Regions from separate parts of the Zea mays genome. Here region 1 is linked to region 2. The links are chromatin contacts, called in public Hi-C maps. All regions are on one chromosome and are shown on one strand. Each heading gives the region's core, a stretch centred on a gene start, on an enhancer-like site or on the middle of the called end of the contact. The rest is flanking DNA. Distances are from core to core; before and after follow the strand shown. Region 1 holds the start of LOC541815 (non-symbiotic hemoglobin). Region 2 holds the start of LOC100383857 (U-box domain-containing protein 31).

What was found. A called contact is a pair of places that touch in the nucleus more often than the background predicts.
Region 1: a Hi-C map of tassel shows a contact between it and region 2, with 4 times the contacts expected there. The contact joins the promoter of LOC541815 here to the promoter of LOC100383857 in region 2. A contact is called at or near these places in 5 of 25 Hi-C or Micro-C datasets (bundle sheath, ear, endosperm and 2 more).

Annotation. Positions count from the first base shown.
Region 1 is chr9:151,552,325-151,557,254 of Zm-B73-REFERENCE-NAM-5.0, forward strand. LOC541815 (non-symbiotic hemoglobin) reads left to right here and starts at 2,778. Exons shown (of 4, transcript NM_001111496.2): 1 at 2,778-3,071; 2 at 3,223-3,337; 3 at 3,471-3,587; 4 at 3,702-4,027. The coding sequence starts at 2,947. The coding sequence ends at 3,842. LOC100383877 (Electron transporter) reads left to right here. Exons shown (of 11, transcript NM_001346589.1): 10 at 76-210; 11 at 359-840. The coding sequence ends at 751.
Region 2 is chr9:151,278,907-151,284,011 of Zm-B73-REFERENCE-NAM-5.0, forward strand. It overlaps LOC100383857 (U-box domain-containing protein 31), which reads right to left and starts at 2,385. Exons shown (of 1, transcript NM_001176487.1): 1 at 74-2,385. The coding sequence starts at 1,966. The coding sequence ends at 575.

The DNA of each region.
Region 1 (4,930 bases), core at 1,528-4,027, 270 kb after region 2:
CCCTCCTGTATGATGTTTATCCTAACACCCGGTCAGTCGATTCATGCTGTGATTTCTTCTGAATGAACCATACAGTGGCTTCGGCTGCTGCTCCACCCGAAATGGAAGTCCGGCAGGGACAGGGACGAGGAGCTGCAAGGCTTCGCCGTGGATCGGCCCGAGCCTCTGGTGCACTTCGCACTGTCCTCCGGTAGCTACTCGGATCCAGTGGTAGGTAGCACGTAGGCAGGCTTCATCAAACGCACACCCAGTAGTACGGCCGGTACCCACCAAATTCCAACGAGACGCGCACATACATCACGTACGGCACGAAAACTCCGATGCATTCATCTCCTTCAATCCAACTGTACCCTTCCAGGTGCGGCTCTACAGCCCCAAGAGCCTGTTCCAGCAGCTGGAGGCGGCGAAGGAGGAGCACATCCGCGCCAACGTCGCCGTCGGCGTGCGCGGGCGGGGGCAGCGCAAGATCATCCTCCCCAGGGCCCTGGAGCTGTACGCGAGGGACGCCGGGCTGGGTGCGCAGGAGGTGGTGGCCGCGGTCGCGTGCCACCTGCCCGACGGCCTCCGGGACGCCGTGCGCCGGAGCCCGCCGGCCGGGCGGGCGCGCGGCGGCGTGGAGTGGAAGCCCCACAACCTGGCGTTCCGGTACCTGCTGGCCAAGGAGCTGGTCGGCGGGTCGCCCGCGTGCGGGCGGCAGCAACTTAAGAAATGCGGCCCCCCGATCGGTGCGCCGCTGCGTGCTGATCGGTGATCCGTCAGCAGATCGCCGTGGGTCCGTGGCCGTGCCGAGCCGAGCCCGAGGTGCGGTGCGGGGGTATCAGGGTCTGTATGTACAGAGGGAGATGGACAGGAAGATGATCTGAATAGTGTGCGCTCTGCTGTAGCTAGTTTGGATCATTCTGATTGGATGGGATTGAAATGAATATGAGTGTATCCTAACTTGCCCTCAATCCCATGAAAAATAAGTGTATCCAAATTAGCCTTCAAGTGTGAATAGTGCCACATGAATTCTTACCTTAGGACTTGTTTAGGAGCTGTTTAGGAGCTAGAGGAATGAAGAGAATTAAAAAGGCTAAAATCATTTTGATATTTAATTTTAAATAAAGAGAGGATTTTAATCTCTCTAATCCTTTCTATTCCTCTTGCCCGTAAACATGCCTTACTTGCCACTTGGAACGCAATAAATCCGAAAGAAGCTTTAGAGAACCTCTAAAATTAATAGTTAGCTCTAAAATTAATAGTTAGCTATTAAACAATAGTTGTTAGGTTCCAAACATCATCAGTTAATACCGTAGCTAATTGTTAGCTATTTTATAACTAACAATTAATTTATTAGCTGGCTTAATCTAGCTAGCTCTAGGTCTAGGGTTCCAACCAAGTATCTTAGGTAGTGTTTGGTTGAAGAGTCAAGTAGAATGGAACCGTTCTGTTTCAGTTTTGTTGCTGTTTGGTTACAAAGTAACTAGAACAGAATGACTCCAATTAGGGAATATTTTCCTCAGATCCGGAACCATTCCGCTCCAAAAAATCAACCGGACGGAGCCGCTCCGTTCCCATCTCGCTCTCACAGTCACGCTCCGTTCCGTTCACTCTGCAACCAAACAAAAAACAGAGTCGCTCCGTTCCAGATTACCAAACACAGAACAGAGTGGCTCCGTTTCATAGAATCAGGAATGGAACGACTCCGTTCTACTTGACTCCTCAACTAAATACTACCTTACATAGCAGTTCGCACAAACCAGGGGCGTGTTCGACTGGCTACAAGCCGACACTGTTGCAGCTGTTTGGACTGCTGCAGCTGCAATCCATAGAGAGAAAAATACTGTAGAAGCCGCAGCCGGATTGCAGCCGCAGCAAGCCGCAGCGAACAAGCTGCAACTCGTTTCCGTTGGAGGAATCAGGAACGTTTCCACGTTCCATTAAATTCCAGGGCCTGGTTTCCACGTTTCCGCTGTACAAGATACCGTCCAGACCTGACCAGCTGGAAACTGGCCCAGGAGCAGGAAAAAAAAGGCCCGGACACTTTGCCAGGCGTTGTCGGAACGTCCCGTCGATGTTCGGAAACGAGCACGACCCGTCGACTCCTGCTTCTTGGCGGAGAAGAAAGGGGACGACGAGCGAGCGTTTTGACTTTGATTTCCTCGCTAAAACCGGCCGCTGTTTTTGCTTTCCGCGCGAGCCGCCCACGTTATTGACTGACGCTGGTGCGAGAGCGCTGCTGCCTCTGCGGTTGCCGTCTGCGCTCCAGTGGTAGCCGAGAATATTGTTAGGTCCGTAGGATCAGATTTGCTACGTACTAAAAAAATTCCTTAAACTTTAATTGTGTATTTTTTTTAAAAAAAATTATAGCATTTATCAGCAACAAAACTCTAAAAACATGTTTAGTTCGCTGCTTAATTTATCACATATTGTCTAAATTTTATATATAAATTATTTAATTCGAACGACTAACCAGAACCCAGACCTACAATAAATTTGCCCCCGCTGCTGCGCTCCCCAGCTCCCCAAGTCCCTAACCCGCCCTCGCTTTGTCGCCGCGGCACACGGTTTTGGCCGTGGACAGGACAGTTGCACCCTAGCCCCATTGGCCGATTCCGAGCTAGGAAGGAGTATATGCGTATCGGTAGTAACCGAGGAGCAACGCAACATGTCCACAGCCCGCGCGCTGGTAACGGGTCCATGCGTCTTGGCTCATCAGGTGCCCCAAGGGACGCCCTCGCCCGGTCTGACCCACCTATATAAACTTAAAACTTGTGCCCCAACATCATCAGTTCGTATCACACCCAACCTCCCACTGTAAAAAAGAGCAGCGGAACGTGCGTGCATCCATCCATCCATCCATTTCCAATCCCAATCCCAATCCCACCAGTGTCCAGTGCTCGGGGAACCGACACAGCTCCTCAGCAGAGTAGCCAGCACGACAAGCCCGATCAGCAGACAGCAGGCATGGCACTCGCGGAGGCCGACGACGGCGCGGTGGTCTTCGGCGAGGAGCAGGAGGCGCTGGTGCTCAAGTCGTGGGCCGTCATGAAGAAGGACGCCGCCAACCTGGGCCTCCGCTTCTTTCTCAAGTACGTACGTTTCCGTGCCGCTGGCTGGTGCTGGTGCTGGTGCTGGTGCTGGTGCCTGCGTTTGGGTTGCACCGGCGGCCATCGCAATTCGCACCTAGCTAGCTGCTCCTTGTCTAACGGGGGCGCCGCCCGCCGTCCGCTCCTGCCGCAGGGTCTTCGAGATCGCGCCGTCGGCGAAGCAGATGTTCTCGTTCCTGCGCGACTCCGACGTGCCGCTGGAGAAGAACCCCAAGCTCAAGACGCACGCCATGTCCGTCTTCGTCATGGTACGTACGTTCTCATGCTAGCTCCCACGCTAGCTAGCATCGATCGATCGATCGAGATGTGATGATCGAGCGGCAAAAAGGACTGACTGACAGGACTGTGTGTCTCTCGCTGTCATTGTCAATGCTGCTGCAGACCTGCGAGGCGGCGGCGCAGCTTCGCAAGGCCGGGAAGGTCACCGTGAGGGAGACCACGCTCAAGAGGCTGGGCGCCACGCACTTGAGGTACGGCGTCGCAGATGGACACTTCGAGGCAAGTCAAAACCGCCCGCCCAACATGTCAATTCACCTCTATTCCTGACTCTGGCTTGGAAAGGCAGCAAGAACGAAAGCATTGAGATTGAAACACGCGCTTGAATACATACAGGTGACGGGGTTCGCGCTGCTTGAGACGATCAAGGAGGCGCTCCCCGCTGACATGTGGAGCCTCGAGATGAAGAAAGCCTGGGCCGAGGCCTACAGCCAGCTGGTGGCGGCCATCAAGCGGGAGATGAAGCCCGATGCCTAGTAGTGGCGATTGCGACCAGTGTTTAACCCATGACGCAGCGCCGTCACAGATGTCCCGTGTGGTCTTGCGCTTTAGCAATTTCTCTCTGGAGGGAGCGTGTATTGTTATCTTGTGATCGAGAGCCTGTGTGCTGCCTTTGCTTCTTGTGATTATATAGCTACTGAATAAAGATGTAGCGTTCTTCAGCCTGTTACATCGAATTCAAAAAGATTCTATTTCGTTACTAGAACAAATGCTTCGTTAAAATTATTCCCACTTTTCGAGCTTTTATGAAAGGGAAAACAAAATAATGAAAGGTTATGTAGCGATATTCTCAAAAGTTGGAAGTAATTATGTAAATATATATCCTATAGTATTTCGATATCCTTCGGTGAGCAATGACTGAGCAATAACTAGTGACCAATATATCTGTAGCTAGTTGGGCCGACAATCCTAAACTAAAGAGTACGCTTGCTATTCGCACGCATAGGTGGACCTCACATAGGAAGGCCCACGTACAGCCCAACCGAGAGAACAGGTATCCTACCAGCGGTTGCAAAAGGGGGAAAAATTTTTCTGGGCAGAGGTAAACCTGACTTTTATGGTATATAGTCAGCTGCACGTGTATTGCTATGATTTCTATATATCATATATAGGTAGACATTGTTTTAATAAAACACAAAAAACATGTGTTTTGTTGGATAAGTGGGTGCGAATAAGAAGTTGACAACTAAGATATGAACTAATACTTATCTACAATTTTACCTTATGTTTACATAAAGCGGAAAAGGAAAGGGTAACATGTGACAACTGTAAAATCGTGAAAAAGCACAACAACAGAACACAAAGCTATTTGAAGCTCAAGGGTCAAGGCAGGAACCAAAGCTATTTGAAGCCCAAAACAAAAATCAAAGCTATTCAGTTAAGCCACCTTATAACAAAACGACAAGGCCTAAAGGACTCCCTTCACTTTGAGGTCTTCAATTTTCTTCTAAAAAATATACAACAAACTCTTTATCACAATCTCAACATCCTCTTATTACTGAAAGTCGCGTAGAGGGGGTGAATAGGCGGAATCTGAAATTTATAACTTAAAACACAAGCTACAA
Region 2 (5,105 bases), core at 1,135-3,634:
GGAGATGAAAGAGCACACACTTCCACAATTTGACTAGGCAGTACTCGATCAAGATGACAATTCAATTTTTTTTCCCGGAGCAATGGCAATGTATATTCCAGTGTAGAAGCAACAGTACTGTGTAATTACAAGGAAGGGAACGACATCTACAGCTCTGAGATACCCACATTGCCAAAAATCTAAGTTTGCTGGTTTTGCTTAATGCTAGCTACTCCTAATGGCAAAACTGGCTGTACTTACCACCCAGCCTCATGTGCTTATTGAGCTGATCAAATTCTCAACAATTTGCATGTACACCCGCCTGCTTGCCATCTAACTTGCCAGTCATTAGGCTGCATCGCTTCTTGTCTCCCCGGAAATTGTTGTGGTAACCACCAGTCTTGCCATCTGCTCAACCACCCAAATCTCTTCAGATAAGATGCTAGAGCTAAAACTGCAAGTTTATCTATACATGCACATTACCATTCGTCAATTTGCCAACTCCATTTCCTTGGAACTCTGAACTCAGCAAGGTCAATCAACAAACCACGCATCATCGAACCAAATCAGATCAGACCAGCATCATTTGCATCTCTCACTGAATTGTCCTTGTGAGTTTGCACTTGGAGATGAAGAGGGTGTCGGTGTAGTTGAGGCGGCACAGCTTGAGCAGCTCCGACGCCTTCTGCTTCAGCTCCGGCGCACAACCACTTTGGATGACAAGCAGAAGCTTCGCCGCCAACCCAGCCTCCACTGCAGCAGGTGCACATTCTTCCGGAGCCATCCGACACACCGTCCACAGCATCGACAGCGCGCGTCTAGTGCATGCCTCTGAAACTCTCATCAGCAACCGGACAGCATTGGGGATCGTCCGCGGACAATCCTTAAGAGCCATCCTCCCCTCTGGAACCGCAGACAGGGCATCCAAGATGTCCAAAGCCGGCTCGACACACTCCGTCGCTAGCTCCGGCAACAATTCCACCAGCTGCGGCACCGCACCGATGCTAACAACCATACACCTCGCTGGCCTGTGCACCGCGCAGATCGAATTCAGCAGCTCGAGCCCCGCGGCCACACCGTCCGGATGCCGCTTGTCCCGGATGAGGCGCATGACGCCGACCAAGAGGCTGAGGCTCGCCACCGTCTCCGGCCGGAAACCCCTCTCGACCATGAGGATGCGGATGAGGCGGACACAGTTGATCTTGGTGTCCGCGGCGCCCTCGTTGAGCATGTCGACCACGAGCGACACCTTCGCCGGCTGCATGAGCGCGGCCTTGGTGTCAGCGTCAAGCAGCACCCCGCTGACGAGTATCGCGACGGCCTCGGCCCCCACGGCGTGGGACGTGAAGGGTCCGAGCAGCGACGTGAGCAGGGCCACGCCGCCGGCCTCGGCGATGGCCTTGGTGACGGACTGGTGGGCGGCGGCGAGGGTGCGCAGCTCCCGCAGCGCCGCGACGCGGGCCTGGCCCTTGAGGGGCTGCCGCCTGGGCACCGCCGTGCCGCGGAGGCTGCCGACGAGGTCGGCGGCGCGGCCGTGGAAGTCGGCGGAGCGCTTCTTAAACCTCGTGTACCGGCGGGAGAACCAGGCGGCGATGAGCTGCCGGAGGGTGGCGTTTGGGGTGAGCGCGTCGTCCCAGAGCTCCTGCATCGTGGTCGGGCAGGTCCGGTGGCCCAGGGCTAGCCACCGCGAGATGTTGGCCCGCTCGTACGTCTGCCCCGTGCAGAGCGTCACCGGATCCACCATGGGCTCGAGCGAGATCGGGCAGATGAAGACCGCCGGCACCGCCTCGTCCCCGCCGCCGCCGCCGCCGTCCCCGGCCGCCGCGTCCAGCTCGTCCATCATCCTGCGCAGCTCCACGGGCTGCTTGCCATCGTCCCCCGCCGCCGCACCCACGGGCTCCAGCGCGCCCCCGAGGATGCCATCCTTGAGCGCGGTGTCGATATCGAGCTCCTGCCCGCCGCAGGGCAGCTCCTGGTACTGTGGCATTGTGGCGGCGCAGTGACGACTCCCCTCCCCTCCCCTCCCGCCCCGCGCACACCACCACCACCACCACCACGACGGACGGCGAGGCCCTTCTAGCAGCTAGCGCGCAGGCCCCGGAGGCGACGGAATGATGGGGCGAATCATGGGGTGGCTTATCGCCATCATCGTCAGCACCGTCCTCCTTTCTTGCACTCTTTCTTGACCAAGTTGCTTTTCTTGGAATCGCGGGGTTGCTCCGCGACAGCAGCTAGCTACGGGGAGTGAAAAGGCGGACGAGCGAACAGGGCGGCGGAGGTGGGAGCTCTCGGGTTTGGATCGGGAGTGGATGGCGGCGAGTGATGCAGGACAGAGATATGGGGGAAGATCTGATGGGGGGTAAAGGAAGGGGAAAACCCAGGGGGGGAGTGGAGGGGGGATGGGGAAGACCCAGGGGGAGTGGGAAACTGGGAGAATTTGAGATCCAAGTCCAAAGCTATAGTGGGTGGTGTGGAGAGAAGACGAGAGAGAGCGAGAATATCTAGATTGGAGTATTTTGTGTCGCCATTTTTCTTTTTCTTTTTTGTGTGTTCGAGGGCAGAGGAAGTGAGTGTGAGAGAATTGGACGGATATGTGGCCGTGGGGACCGGTCCCTTGCTTTGCTGACTCACTGACACTTCGCGTGTGGATGGGCCTCCCTGCACACCCTCTGTCACCTCCATTGGGTTTTCATTGCTTTTCCTTCATATATTATTTGTTTTTTTAATACAAAAAAAACTCTTTTTTTTTGCTGATTCTATGGATGGACAGAAGCGGGAAATTGGTCTATGCCAGAACCCAGAAGCGAAGACCAGGAAAAGCGATGGAGCACAATAATAACAATATATTATATATGTAGGCGTACCACATGCAGTAGAATCTTGCAGAAAATGGCGGCATGTATTTCTTTGTTTCTGCGTGATGGCATTCTTTACCCTGATGTGACCTCTGCTTCCATGGTTCCATTCCGAAGAAACGGGTGCCGCGTTTTCCCTTTTTTGTCGATTGAGTTCTTCCTTTTTATTTTTCAACAAGGGCGAAGGTGAACAAGGAGGCCGAGACGGAAGCAAGAGTGCAAGACCAGAAGGTCAGAAGAGCGTGCGCACTGTGTACTACGACGGGCGTGGCGCGCACTGCGTAGTCCTCTTCCTCTCTGCAGTCGGCACGCGGGCAGCACGTGCGTGCACTGGCTGATATCACCCCGGTCACCGTGACCGCGTTGGCAGAGCCGCAGAGGTACTGGTGACCCCCCCACCCCCGTGGCCCGCGACCACCACGTTTGGTACGCTACGCTTTGCATCGGACGGGGCGTGCTCAGTCTGTTGGTCATTTTGCCTTTCGAAGGCAGCCCAGTGCAGAGCGATTTGAAACCTAACAACAACGACGCCTGGCTGCTGCGGATTCACCCGTATCTCGCTTTCAGTGGTCTCTACTGCGCCGCGCTTGTTCTGACAGTCAGCGTTAAGCCTGCCTGACGGAACCCGGGAGGACGGACGGGTAGCCCAGGAAGGAAGAGCATTCCCCTCCCCAACTCTTGAGAAGAGAAAAGAATCAAACATGGCGAGACACCACACGTGCAGTGGGCACCAGGTTGGGGGGAGCCTCTTTCTTTAATCACGTGGATCTGCTACGACCATGACCGAGACGAGACCGTGACCGGTGCAAAGATTTTGGTTGCCTACCTCAATTGCCACAATTTGCCTAACTTTTCTGCCTAAGGTTAGTTATTCAATTCGAACGACTAACCTTAGGCAAAGTGTGGCACATTTAACCACAAACCAAACATGCTCTTAGTATATCATGCGAGAGAGAGAGAGAGAGAGAGAAAAAACAAGCAAAAAAGGCGTCCGAAAACATAAAGGCAAAAGAAGCGCGGACGCGGACGCTACTGGGCAAGGAAAGCCAAGCTGTCTGAGCATTCAAATTGCGTTCGTTTCCCGTCCCGGCCCCGGGCCCCCCGCCAGTACTGACTGGCAGGAATTTAAACCTGGCTGGACGGTGATCTCATCGCTACCCAGCCGTAGAGGGTACTTGACGTATACTCCTAGTACTACGTACGCGCGCACAGGCGTGCGGACGCCGCAAGTCAAACGCGCGCGGGCTTGCCGCCGCAAGCTTGCGTTGCGACTTGCGAGTGGTGGACGCGACGCGACGCGACGCAACGCAACGCAACGACGAGCGCACACGCAGACGCGTCGTCGGCTTCCCGCACTAGTCAAATCCGTCGGATCCAGCGCGATGCGTGCTCACGCGGTCGCGCCCACTCCACTGATGCCGCAGCAGCACAGGGACAGGGAATAGTGTACAGTACCGGCTGGCCGGTGTTGTCGTTCCTTTGCTTTTGCGTGCTCCGAAGCACGGGCAGCGGTGGCGCGGGAGGTGCGCGAGGCCCGGCATTGACTCACTGGCCCAGCAAAGCAACGCCGTGCGGCTGTGCGAGAGCACAGGAGCGCGACGTACTACTACGTCGCAGTACGTCCGTGCAGTCCTCCCGACATGGGGCGCTCGCTCGCTCGCGTGACGGCCGCCTGTCGCCAGCTCGCCGTGCCATGGATGCTGGACGCTCCCACGCTCGGCGTCGCGGGCCTCGCCTCTGTGCCGGCTGCGCGCGCTGTCATGCCATGGCATGGGCGCCAGGCTCCTGCCGGCCGATACACGAACCGGGGGTCGGGCGTTCAGCACGGCCGGCAGCAAAAGCCCCCGCGTCAGTTCCTGCTTTTGTGGCGCCGTCGTGGGGGCAGCCGAGCATGGCAGTGCAGCACTGGCACTGCAGCCCACCCAGGACAGGTGAGAGTTGGGATCGGTTTGTAGTCACGTTTCAGGTGAGGCCGAACGCTTGCTGGACTGTGTTCGCCTGCCTGTGCGCCACTTGCCTAGTGCTTACTCCTGCCTGCGGAGGCATAGTCGCACAAGCCCTAAACCTAACCGTAACACGACGTTGGACAGACCGACCGGTTTTGAACCGAGGAAAGCCGAAAGCCGTCCCGTCCCGACCTGTTTAAAAAACAGCAAAGCCTGCGACCGCGCTGCTAAACCTGTCTTCTCCCCAGATGCAGAAGAAAGCAAGGAGTAGGGTTCAAATGACAGGGGCAGCAGGCAGAGTAAACAAAGCGGCAATAAGTTAAGC